Linked DNA regions of Mus musculus: region 1 is linked to region 2. A link is a contact called in public HiChIP or PLAC-seq data. All regions are on one chromosome and are shown on one strand. Each heading gives the region's core, a stretch centred on a gene start, on an enhancer-like site or on the middle of the called end of the contact. The rest is flanking DNA. Distances are from core to core; before and after follow the strand shown. Region 1 holds the start of 4933406I18Rik (RIKEN cDNA 4933406I18 gene). Region 2 overlaps 4933406I18Rik (RIKEN cDNA 4933406I18 gene).

The links. HiChIP or PLAC-seq counts read pairs in DNA pulled down with a chosen protein or histone mark.
Region 1: a contact with region 2 is called in an H3K27ac HiChIP or PLAC-seq map of microglia, with 4 times the contacts expected there. The contact joins the promoter of 4933406I18Rik here to the enhancer-like site in region 2. A contact is called at or near these places in 2 of 39 promoter capture datasets (liver and pre-B cells), 3 of 484 Hi-C or Micro-C datasets (B cells, macrophages and peritoneal macrophages), 7 of 115 datasets of contacts at active chromatin or transcription factors (the 230-238 cell line, the SCID.adh cell line, embryonic stem cells and 3 more) and 3 of 9 other capture datasets (adipose tissue, liver and pancreatic islet).

Annotation. Positions count from the first base shown.
Region 1 is chr7:114,411,653-114,417,748 of GRCm38.p6, reverse strand. It overlaps 4933406I18Rik (RIKEN cDNA 4933406I18 gene), which reads left to right and starts at 2,588. Exons shown (of 4, transcript NR_029437.1): 1 at 2,588-2,886. It overlaps Pde3b (phosphodiesterase 3B, cGMP-inhibited), which reads right to left and starts at 2,495. Exons shown (of 16, transcript NM_011055.2): 1 at 1,287-2,495. The coding sequence starts at 2,198.
Region 2 is chr7:114,344,611-114,350,941 of GRCm38.p6, reverse strand. All of the region lies in intron 1 of 4933406I18Rik (RIKEN cDNA 4933406I18 gene), which reads left to right. Among named protein-coding and RNA genes, the nearest start is that of 4933406I18Rik, 67 kb to the left of the region's middle. Within about 2 kb of position 3,756, at least 13 of the 459 cell types and tissues checked have an H3K27ac peak or open chromatin away from gene starts, as enhancers often do. A contact at or near this core is called in microglia and pro-B cells, where this site is marked.

The sequences.
Region 1 (6,096 bases), core at 1,339-3,838, 68 kb before region 2:
TCCGTGTTTAGTAGGCCATAAAAATCAATGTAGCGACTCACAGATTATTTTGAAGGGAACACAAGAGATGAGAGACCAGTGCCTCAAAAGTGTTAAGGACAAGAAACTTTTGTTTCCTGTCTTCTGGGTCACAGTATGAAAAAATATCTCTAATCAGCAAAATCTTACTCCTAAGGATATACAGTCCTCCATAAAGTTCCTACAGTTACCCTCTAAGTTGCAGAGAACACACCTCTGAGAACTGACAAATCTAATCAGACCCTAACACTAACACTTTTTTAGCCCTAGTTCTTCTGTCTGCCTGAACACATGTCTGTCTAATCCAATGTTAATGTTACCCAACCAAACACAGTTCTTGGAAAGATCTGACACAATAAATGTAAAGGGTTTGCCCTCGGTAAATGCTCAATAGAGCAGCTATACTTAAAGGATCTCTTGGTAGTATAGACCAGGTGGATCTCCCAACGCAATACAAATACAAGTTCATCCCCTCGTGATGATTTCAAATGCCTTTAAAAACAAAATATGAAAGCCTATGGGGGTTGGGGGAGGAAATGTTTTGGCCATCTTTCCACACATTACTAAGTTTAAAGGTTAAATTGCTAAAACTTTCTCCTAATTATGCAAGAAATACAAAGCCCAAATAACAAAGCCCATGAGTTAGTCTGTAGTCTGTAAAAAACAGTTTTAATTGTATTAGTATAGACTGCTGTCTATTAATCTAAACCAAGTCTAAATTCCAAGGCTCATTTCTGTTCTTTGAACTATGAAAACACTCATTTGTCCTCCCACATCACCACTTGCAATGAGCCCGAACTGTCAAAAAAAAATCTGCATACACACTTTTATTCTAAAGGCAGCTTGTCAACTCCGGGCAAGCATCCTCATGTTAATAGCAAACGGATAAACTGTACCCAAATGCTATATGTAGGAGCTTAGTGTGTCCAAAGTGGAAGCAGTGAAATCTACTAAACCTCAAGTCGGTCACCTCATTCTTGAAAACTCTCCTCCTATGTAGAAGCTAAGTCAGAGAGTGAATGATTTCATTCTCACTCACTGGGAAAAAGCCACTCACTGGCTTCTGCGTTTTTTGACGAGCCCCTCATACTGGGGCAGCCTTTCCAGCGCAGACCACAGGTTGCTGCCCCTTGCTTTCCTCTGAGCGAGCCCACGCGCTTTCGCAGCTGCGCTCCTGCGCCGGGGACACGCAAGCGGTCCACCCGCGCTCCGCTTTCTCCTCCACCCCGCGCTCCTCTTCCCAGACCATGCCCGCCCAAGAACCCTACCTGTTCTCGGGAAATACAAGGCAACGACGGTCTCCTGAACATCTTGCCACTGCCATAGTAACCGGCTGCGCTTTCTCCCAGCGACACGCAGCTGGACCTCCTCCGGGGTCTGATCACAGGCACTTTTTCCTCCGCGGTACTCGCCGAGCGCGGCGGAGGGGAGGCTCCCCGGACGTGAAAGAAGTGGTCCAAGCCCAGGGCTAGCAGGCATCCCGCGCCCCCGACCAGGCACGACAGCAGAGGCCTGAGCGCGGGCGGCAGAGCCCCGAGGCCGGAGAAGGACACCCACCACACCAGGCCGGCGAAGAGCAGCACCAGGACGCCGTGCCGCAGCCTCACGCGGGGCGCGAGCGTCAGCAGCCCCACGCAGCTCAGCACCAGGCAGAGCCGGCCCGCCGCCGCCGGCTCCCCACGCAGCCACGACCACCACTGCCACGCCGCGAAGTCGCCCAGGTAGCAGCAGGCGGGCAGCGCCAGCAGCCACCAGGAGCCGGCGCCGCGGCCCGGGCCGCGCTGCGCGCGCGTCAGGAAACAGGTGAGGAAGAAGAAGGCACAGGCGATGCTGAAGAGCGGGCTGAGGCTGAGCGAGCAGGCGCTCAGCAGCGTCCGGAGCCCGGCTGCCGCGGCCGCCCAGCGCTCGGGCCTCGCGCCCAGCAGCGCGGCCAGGACAAAGGCGGCCAGGACGCCGAGCGAGAGGCGTGCCCCGGCGCGGAGCGAGGCCGCCGGCGGCTCCACGTTGCAGAAGCGGCAGAGGTGGAAGAAGAAGCTGCGCGGAGGGTCCTGCCGCAGCGGGCTCACGCAGCTCTTCACGTAGCCGTTGCGCAGGCTCTCGGGGGGCGAGGCGGCCGAGGCTGGCGGCGGCGGCGGGGACCTCATGGCTGGCGCGTCCCGCTCGCGCTCGTCTTTCCTCATGGCCCCGGGCCGCCGGGGGGCCGCTGGCGCTTGCCGACCCCGCGCCGCCCTCCGCGTTCTGGGCGCCCCGAGCTTCGCAGAGCGGTCACGGCTGCGCCCGCCGCCGCCACCGGCCGGGATCCCCGGCGCGCGGGCTGAGGGGCGGCGGCGTCCGCCTCATGCCGGCCACTGAGAGCGGCGAGAAGGGCTTCTTGGTGTCCCGGGACCGCCGCGGACGCCTCTTCCCTTTTCCCTCAAGCGCGGCTCGGGACGGGAGACGGCGGCGTCGCCTCCCAGCTCCCGCGCGCTGCAACAGTTACCTCACGGCCGCAGCCTGGTCCGTTGGGCGCGCGATCGGGCGCTCCTCCCCCGCGGCTGCCCCTGCCGGGCGCGCGCCCCGCCGGCGGCCCCGCGCGCTCCCGTAGCTCGGCCGGTCGCCACTGGGGCGGCCGCGGCCCGCGTCAGGATGCGCATCCGGGACCCCGCGGGGGAGCGCGCGCCCACGGCCCGGCTGGTCGCTCCAGTGAGACAGCCGTCGCGTCAGGCTGCCAGACTTGGACCCCTCGGGGAGCGCGCGCGGGCCACCGAGAGCTCCACTGCTGAAGTCGGAACCCCTACCCCCCGGACTGCCACAGAGCGGCGAGCTCTTTGGCAGATGGGAGGGACTGATCACAGTCCTGAGACGCCCCGAAGCACAGTCCCCTTTGAGGTAAGTCACATACAAGACCCACTCAGGTCACTGCGAGGTCTTGGGGAGACATGGACCCCAAGGGCAGTGCCTAGTGAGGTGAGAGCTCATGGTGTGCCCTCAGACTGTGAATGGAGACATGAAGCTGGAGGCTCAGCCAACACTGAGGCCAGACCAGAATGAAGAAACTCAACACTGTCAGTCACATCTGGCTTCCAGGGCAAGGGAGATTTGGGGCCCAGCAGCAGGCCTTGAATCCCTTCAGGGGCTCAAGGGAGGAGGACCCCTGGAGAGTGCACTCTGATAGCGAGCACGTCTTGCTGAAGAACCCTTTTCAGTGAGGCTAAGAACTAATATCCAGTCCTGTGATTAGCATCCTTGCCAGACATGCACTGTTTCACATAGACCTGCTGTCCCAAAGGTTCTTTCCAAGTGAGAGACTTGTTCTGTGCAACGGTGTGTTTTGTGGGGTGTGTTCTTTGGGGAAAGGAGGGAAGGGAGTCCCACAGTCCTAATACCACTATCAACTTGAATGGGGTTGGCCTTGAAAGAAGCCAATTATGTTTTCTGTGAAAGACCTGTGAAACTGGTACACTAGGAAAGACAAAAGTAGAAGTGATATTAGCAAAGACAGACGTAAAGGTTGGAGAAAAGAACTTTGCTGAATGAAAGGGATTGCCCTGGAATCCAACCAGTCATAACTGCCTTAGAAAGTGTAAACTGTTTCCCTCCACTGAAACTCCCTTCAACCTCATGACAGGCCTGCTTTTCTTAAAAAGCTAATTCCACATTTTTCCAGGGAGATGAGAAACCTTACTGTGTGGTAAATCCCACAAACAGACCTATTTTTCACCAATTAATCTAAGCCCATAGCCATGACCTAAAGCAGACCATTTTCATATATAGTCATAATTCACACACATAATAGAAATCACTGAAGAATTAACACAAGAATTTGACAAATGTGGGAAAAGACCAGAATTTCCTTGGCTTTTTTATGTGTTAGATAAAGAAAAAATATTTAATGGAGTGTTCAAATGGTTACCCAAATGTCCTAAATGATAAAAATTCACTGAATCTTTTTTTCCACTAGACATGAAAAGAGGAAACTCATTTTAGCTAAACTCAACAAGTATCTTTTAAATCCTGTACATAAAATCATCACAGACCACACACCCCCCAAACACACACACAGAATCAATTGAAGACTAAATAGGAAACTTGACCTACATATTTTGAGTTCATATAGAAGGGCATGACAAAACAAGCATCACCATTACTAAAATACCATTTTAGGTCATTGTTTTAAAATAAAAACTTATAAAACAAGTTAAAGTTATTGTATTGTTATTTTTAAATCTGAGCTTGTCATCTGAGATAAAATAGACATGTTAATGAAAAGATTAGTGGGCTAGACTATTAGTGGTTTTAAAAAGCTACAGTGTCTGTATGCCAAAACCATAGAGGTATCTTTAGGATTCATTTTTCAAATTGATACAAGCAACTTTTGAATTATTTGTGCACCCCCACAAAGTAACCAAAATTTCATTGTTCATAAATGAAGAGGACTGTACAAAGGATTATTGCCTGGAAAATAGAATTCAAAGCCACTTTTATAAATCTGCTTTGCTTAGCAGTTCTTTAAACATCTTTTAGCTGTTGTCAAGATTTTTGTAGGTCTAAAAGTCTGACTTTCTCAAAAGCCCATAGACAGAACACATCCCTCTGTACACCAACCCAGGGCCTGAGGATTCTGAAATAAAATGTAAGGATTGTGACAAGACAATCAGAAGTTTACTTAACAAAAAGAATGAGCTAGCTATGTTTATAATAACTCCCTTCTCTATTTATAGTCTCTGTCAAAGATTACTAGGCTGCATTTCTTAGAGGGCAAATTAATTATTCTTCTACCAAACTTAAACAACTAATAGATTTCCTTAGTTCTCATCTTCAAGTTCAAGAACATATGACTGTTATATGTTGTGACAGAGACCTAATATATACACTTAACTTCTCTTAGCACTCTATCCCAGCCTTATTTTACCCAAGTTGGCCTTGATTCTTGTCTCTATCTTCCCTTTTAAGTTTAATCAATGGCATGGAATCCTGGTGCTTACTGCTCATTCTGAAGCAATGCATCCCCCTACCATATTATATTTTTTTAATAACGGGGTCTTTGTCAAGTTCCAAATACCCAGAGTTGCCACTTGTAGTTTAATCAAAGGGTAAGAATTCTGTTCTGTATCCCTTAAGGGAGAACCTATACGAATAAGCCACTAATATTTCCATTAAGTCTGGAGGAACCCGTCCTGCTCTTTTCATTCTCAGGGCCTAAAACTTACCCTAAAAACTAATTAAGTGCCTAAGAACACTTTTATCATTGACAGATGTTATCTCACTACAAGCCATTGTTTCCCTTATAGCACCATTTAAAATATCCCAGCACTAGGGTCTATCCAACTGTTAAAATACCTTCTGCATCTGAACTCTCTGGTGCTAGTCATTGATGCATCAAAAATGGTTCTTAGTAAAGCCAAAAGACAAAGAGATCTCATGCTTAGTCTCAACCATTTTCCCTCTCATCATACCTTCTAGTAACTCATTCCCCACCCTTTTGACTTGTATTTTCAACTGTTTGGGGGAGGTAGGATTTTTTTCCTAACTCTTAAATCCAGAAGTAAAGAAAATCCATTTCTAGAGCAATATTCTCAGAAATTTCTTTCAAAAATCACATTGTTTTCAACGAATCTTGGCTGCTGAACCTATGCTTCCTTACAATTATGGAACCTTGTAAGTAGAAGAAAATAGGACATAAAACTAAGCAAGGCATGGGACTCTCATCTTTATTCTCAAACAGAAGACAACTGAGAATCTGACAGCTAAGAGAAGTCAGGCATGGTGGTACATGAAAGTTATCCTAGCATTCAGGAGGCTGAGGCAAGAGTTCTAGGGCAACCTAGGCTATATGGGAAGACCCTAATGCAAAACACCAAAAGAAGGGAAAGGAAGGAGGAAAGTGGGAGGAATGGGAAAACAGGAGAGAAGGAGAGAAGGAGAGAAGAAATTATGAAATGTTTAAGAGGCCTTGCAAAGAGAATATTTGAAAATCATAGTTGAAAGTGATAACATACAGTAGGAACAGTATTAAAAACCCGACACAATTGCTGATGCCAAGAAGTGCTTACTGGCAAAGTCTCCCCCCAAAAGCTCCCAGGGACTAAACTACCAACC
Region 2 (6,331 bases), core at 2,507-5,006:
TTCTGAGTGGAACTCTAGAGTGAAACGTGATATGACTACAGACTGTTCTATTCTGCAGAGCCCACTACTACTCCATAAGAAACATTTTTTTTCCTGCTTTCAGTGTAAATGTTGTTAATACTCAAGATAGGTTTAGCACTGTCTCTCTCTTTCTCTGCACTGCATAGTAATTACTTAAGCCTCTTACATTTATATATTTAAATTTTACCATTACTCATTCATTACATTACCAAAACATCTTTTGTTTTGTTTTTGAGAAAGTCTCATTATATAGCCCTAGCTGACTGGAAACTCACTATGTAGATGAGAATGTCCTTGAACTCAAGAGACCCACATACCTCTGCCTCTTGAGGGCTGGGATTGAAGACATGTACTACACATCCAGCACGAACAACCATTTTTTAGTACCTGCCCAAATAGTTCTACTCTACAATTGAACTTTCTTGTGAAGACCAATAAGGAGGTTGCCAATGAATGTCCCAAGTCAAGAAGAGAACATGAAATGAAATCCACTCTTTTCTCTTAAATGTCCCAGAAAAGGGGTTTCTATGTGAAAGCATAACAAATGTTTATTCACCCCAGATAGAGCACTAATAGACCAACAAAACCAACTTGGTGAACTGATACGTTTATTGAGTTTACTTAGAGGATCATGGGTAACGCAAAGATAGTTATATCACCAACAATCTCAGCATAGATGACAGCTGATGAAATCTGCCTTCCTGGGGCTCCCTGCCCAACTTACAGCAGCTCCACCAGAGACTTTCTCCCAAGCAAGTCTTTCACTGCTGTTATCATTTGGGGAAGGGGCCTATAAATCTTGTACTTTCCTGCACCTCCTGAATCTTAGGAGCTTCCTCTCAGGACAAAAATGTTTCAATTCAGAGGAAATTGCTATAGAATTGGGGTACGGAATGGGGTCATCTTCCTTGCCATTGCCAAACATTTGAAATTGGATCTGTTGGTGGCTGAAGAGATGGGTCAATGGTAAAGAGCACTGGTGGCTCTTCTAGAAGACCTGGGTTTCATTCCCAGCACCCACATGGTGGCTCACAATTGTCTGTAACTCCAATTCCAGATCAATATCCTCTTCTGACCTCCTCAAGCACAGCATACACATGGTACATAGACATAAATTCAGCCAGAACACACACATGTACACATAAAAATAAATAAATAGAAATTAACATTTGACCCATTGAAAGAAAAGCATGAGAAAACTACAAATTAGCACTACAAAAAAAGTGAGAAGTAAAACCAGAAATAGAGATTTTATTTATGTTTAATCTATGACAACTAGACAACTATAGCCATACAAGTTACATTGAATCTTAGCTAACGTGTTATAACTAGGATCTAATGTTATGCTATTTTTTTAAATTCCAAATAAGTTAAGTGTTAAATTATAGTCAGTTTATGTGATGCCTCTCATTTCAAACACTGGAAAGAAAACCGTATATCAAATAGAAAAAAAATCAGATATTCTCATTCCCATCAAATATTAAATATTGAGCAAATATTCTGTGAATATTGGATTTAAAATGTATGTGTTTATTTAACTTGGGTACTGTTATTGTTTGTGTTTTATAGCTGTGAAGAGACACCATAACCACAGCAACTCTTATAAAGAAAAACATTTATTTGGGCTGGCTTACAGTTTCAGAGATTCAGTCCATTATTGTCATGGCAAGAAGCATGGTGGCATGCAGGCAGACATGATGCTGGAGAAGGAGCTGAGAGTTCTACATCTTGATCCTCATGCAATGGAAAGAAACTACCACATTAGGCTTAATTTGAGCATATGAGACCTCAAAACCTGCCTCCTCAGTGACACACTTCCTCCAACAAGACCACACCTATTCCAACAAGGCCACACCTCCTAATAGGGCCACTCACTATTAGCCAAGCATTCGAACACATTACTCTATGGGAGCCAGACATGTCTCTTGGGATATGCAAGTTCTACCAACTTCCCAATCAAATGGACAGGAAAAAAAATATGGCAATATTTCTAAAACTGTATCCCCTAATACTCTAGGAATATGACTTAAAAGTTAAACCTGAATGGCCATACAGGTTTGAACAGGGTTAAATATTTTCTTTTTCTTGTCATTTGTACAGTAAAGATCTCTAAGGAGTCCTACCATTAAATAATTTATAATGAATTAATAGGATCAAATGATCTGTTTCTTTTTTTTTTTTTTTTTTTTTTTTTTTTTTTTTTTTTTTTTGGTTTTTTCAAGAAAGGGTTTCTCTGTATAGCCCTGGCTGTCCTGGAACTCACTTTGTAGACCAGGCTGGCCTCGAACTCAGAAATCCGCCTGCCTCTGCCTCCCGAGTGCTAGGATTAAAGGCATACGCCACCACGCCCGGCAAAGGATCTGTTTCAAATCTAGATTCTATCATTTTGCAACTGTACAGGCTCCATAAACCTGTTTCTTATTTAGGAAAAGGTGAAGCTAATAATATTTACTACTTACTTGGAGTTACCACAAGATGTGTATGTATCCATGAGAGTGCTTTGTACATTCATTCATTTAACATATTTACTAGGTATCTACCAAGATCCCAAGCATCCTGGACATGCAATATGATGGTAGAGAGAGGAGACAAATGATAAGCAGAGAAGAAGCAAGTTGAACCATTTCAGATTATGATGACTACTGTGGGAGAATGTAGCATAATGTTAGAGATCATGACTGGGATGGTCTAAATGGGAACCATAGAAGGGCATTTCTAAGAAAGAAATTTTACCCTGACCAGAGTAAACACAGGCTGGGATCAGCCATTCATTCACTCATTTACCAAACAAATGGTTATTAAGCACTTTCTATGTTCTAGACAGTGGAAATAATGTATGAAGATAGACTTTAGACGGCATTTAAACTGAGATCCCTCCAGCTTTTGAGCCTGGGCTCTTTTCACTATTCATGGTACAACCAAAATCTAGCCAGAAAAACAAAAACAAAAACAAAAAACAAAAAACAGGTCTATCAGGAATTACTTTTTTCTCTATAGATGAAGGGAAACATTAAGAATCCAAATCTAGGACTGGAGAGATGGCTCAGCGGTTAAGAGCACTGACTGCTCTTCCAGAGGTTCTGAGTTCAATTCCCAGCAACCACATGGTGGCTCACAACCATCTGTAATGGGATCTGATGCCCTCTTCTGGTGCCTGAAGAGACCAATGCTGTACTCATATACCAAGGAGTACACATGGCTCCAGCTGTATATGTAGCAGAGGATTGCCTTGTCAGGCATCAATGGGAGGAAAGGTCCTTGGTTCTATGAAGGCTCTATAGATGCCCCAGTGTAGGGAAATAGAAGTTAGGGATGCAAGAGTGGGTGGGTGGGTGGGTAGGTGGGTAAAGGAACACACTCATATAAGCAGGGGGAGAGGGTAGGATAGGGGAGTCCCAGGAAGGGGGGACCAAGAAAGGGGATAACATTTGAAATGTAAATAAAGAAAATATCAAATAAATAAATAAATAGCTGGAGCAAGTGGGGCTGGAGCAAGCAGGGGGCCGGAGTGAGGGGGGTGGGGCGGGGGCATAAGTGGAAAAAAATCCAAATCTGAAACAATGAAGTAATCTACAGATTAATGAAATCAGGAAGTCATTCCTCTTGTTGCATGGTTGACACTGGGAGAAGAAGGTGTCCCCGTTGAATAGACAAAGCAAAACTACAGAGGAACTACTCAAGAGACCATACTCTACAGGAAGCAGAAAAGGAGAGAGAGTAAGAAGTACCCACTTCCTCTCTTCCTGCTGTTGCTGCCAGGCTCCTCAAGGTACTTCTCACTGCTTTGATAGGTCAAGGACCAAAAAAGAGGAGAATGTGGAATTAACGGAGAGCAGGAACCAATCAGAGTCAATCAATAGTAAGTAGTCACACGAGTATGCTCCCACTGGTATTGAAATAAGAACTAGCAAATGACACAGATGACTGACAAAGATACTTAGTAAATTCAAAAGGAGAGGTTGGGAGCAACAACAGGAGCTAGAGAGCAGAAAGCAATGCTAAGGCCCACAGAAAATAGACCTATAAATGAATAAAAATAGGTAATTTATTGTGGCTTCAATCTGAGTCTCCCACGGTGTTTGGGATGCTTGTTCTCCAGCTTGTGGCACTATTTGGGAAAGCTGTAGTACCTTTAGGAAGGAGAGCACAGTTGGCAGAAGTAGGGCAGTAGGAGTGGGTCTTTGAAGGTTATTACCCAGCCTCTGTCCCTTCTTCCCTGCCTCTCTCCTTCCTGATCCACCATGTGAATAGCCTCAGCCACACTCCTGCTGCCATGAGCTAAACTTTCTTGCATTCTCTATGCTGGACTGAAACCTTTTAAAACTGTAAGCCAAGATCTCTCACCCTTAAGTTGTTTCAGTAGGATATTTTAATCACAGCAATAAAAAAAAAAAATAACTGACAGTGTGCATGACAGAAACCATTCTAAGTATTTTCATGTGGACAAAGAACATCTTAAGTCTCTTTACTCTGTAGATAAATGGAATGTCTATAATATATGTGCATGGTATGGAGAGTAATGAAAAACAACCATATATGTACTAGTAGGGCACAGGAATTGACAGGTGATTATTTTTGTTTACAGAATAAAATTATCTATTAAAAAAATACGTGTGAGATCTGGTGTATGTTAATCCCACCAGGTGAGAATAGGACCACTATCACAATTTTTGAGCCAATTTTGAAGCAAGTTTTATTAAATACTGGCCAGATGCATGGATAGTGGCCAGGTCCATATCCAGGATTTACAGAGTATGGCCTCAAAGTACATTAGTCAGAAGCTTCTAAAGGCAGTGCCCACAAGGCGATGTACGTCCCATCGTTATCCAATCAGGGGCAAGCATACATCCTGACATACTTCCTGCCATTGTATTTCCCATCTATGCATGATCAAGCACATCCTGAGAAGTTGGTGTAACCAAGCTTGTTTACAGAAGTAAAAACATGTAACTTGTTATCTTACATGAACAACAGCCCTCTGCATTACAGGAAGTTATCTGCCCTTGGGTGAGTAGGGCTTACATGGTATAGGAGGCATTTTTGTTCTATAGACCTCTTCAGCAGAGTAATTTAAACTTAAAAACATAACTCCATCCTTCACATTCCCCCTTGAGTTATATCCTGATTCAAATCCTTGACTCTGTGATGGGTACCTGTTCATAATGGTATCTAATAATCATTAGTTTAATGGCACCCAAATGGGAATTTTTGTATTTAGTTAATGCATTAATGATGCAAATCAACAGTAATTAGCAGAAACACTGTAAGAACAAAGGCCTTATCATGGCTAACGGAGTTACTATCTAGGAGAAACCTGAAAATGAGAATAGGGTTCCCTCCACTTCTTTGCAATTCTGTTCGTTTTTGTTTGTTTGGTTTTAGTTGGTGTTTGTTTGTTTGTTTGTTTTTAGTATAGCCAGATTATTTCTAATGATTCCCAAATGGTTTGTATAGAAATAGCAATTTTTTTCTTAAAGCCATACATACATACATACATACATACATACATACATACATGCATGCATACATACATACATGCATGCATACATACATAGCACAGGTCAAGTGCACTATCATATTGTAGCACTACTTCAGATAATAAATCTATGTGTTGATCTTGGTCTAGTTAGTTTTAACAGGTCCTTTTCCTGGCATGCCAGTAGACACTGTAGGTAACCCTTTTGTCCCCTGTTCCAGGGAGGAGAGGGGGTGGTGGTGGAAGTAGTGGTGGTTGATGATGATAATGACCAGCATTGCAGCCTGGGAACTTATAAACATCACCTGTCAAAAAAAAAGTTGATGGCCAATGAGCTGAATAGGAGGTGGGACACTAGCAGGAAGAAAGATAATTCTGGGGAATAGTAAGAGATAAAAGAAAGACTCTACAAGAGCCCAGAGAGACAAGATGAGACAGAACAAGACAGAAGATGGACTTAAACCAGCAGGTAAGTCAACTCATGGAGACACTAAGAAAGAAAGGGGCTGGGACTGAAGGAGAGGTTACTAACTAATCAAGTGATAGACAAGAATAGATTAAATGGTTAAAAGTTGGGAGCTAGTCAGGAAATGAGCCAAAGCTTATAGCCAAGACATTTAATAATAATTAATCTTGAAGTCATCTTTCCATGAGCTGAGGATGGAAAGGAAATCAGAATAATAAAATATTTTTTACAAATGCCGCCCACCATTGGGCATAGAATTTAAATTTAGTAAAGTCCTGGGTGAGACGCAGTGCAGTTATATTGGCACTGACTGTCAGGCAAGAACTTAGTCAGAAATCCAAACCCAAATGTAGGAAACAAGTGCTTCT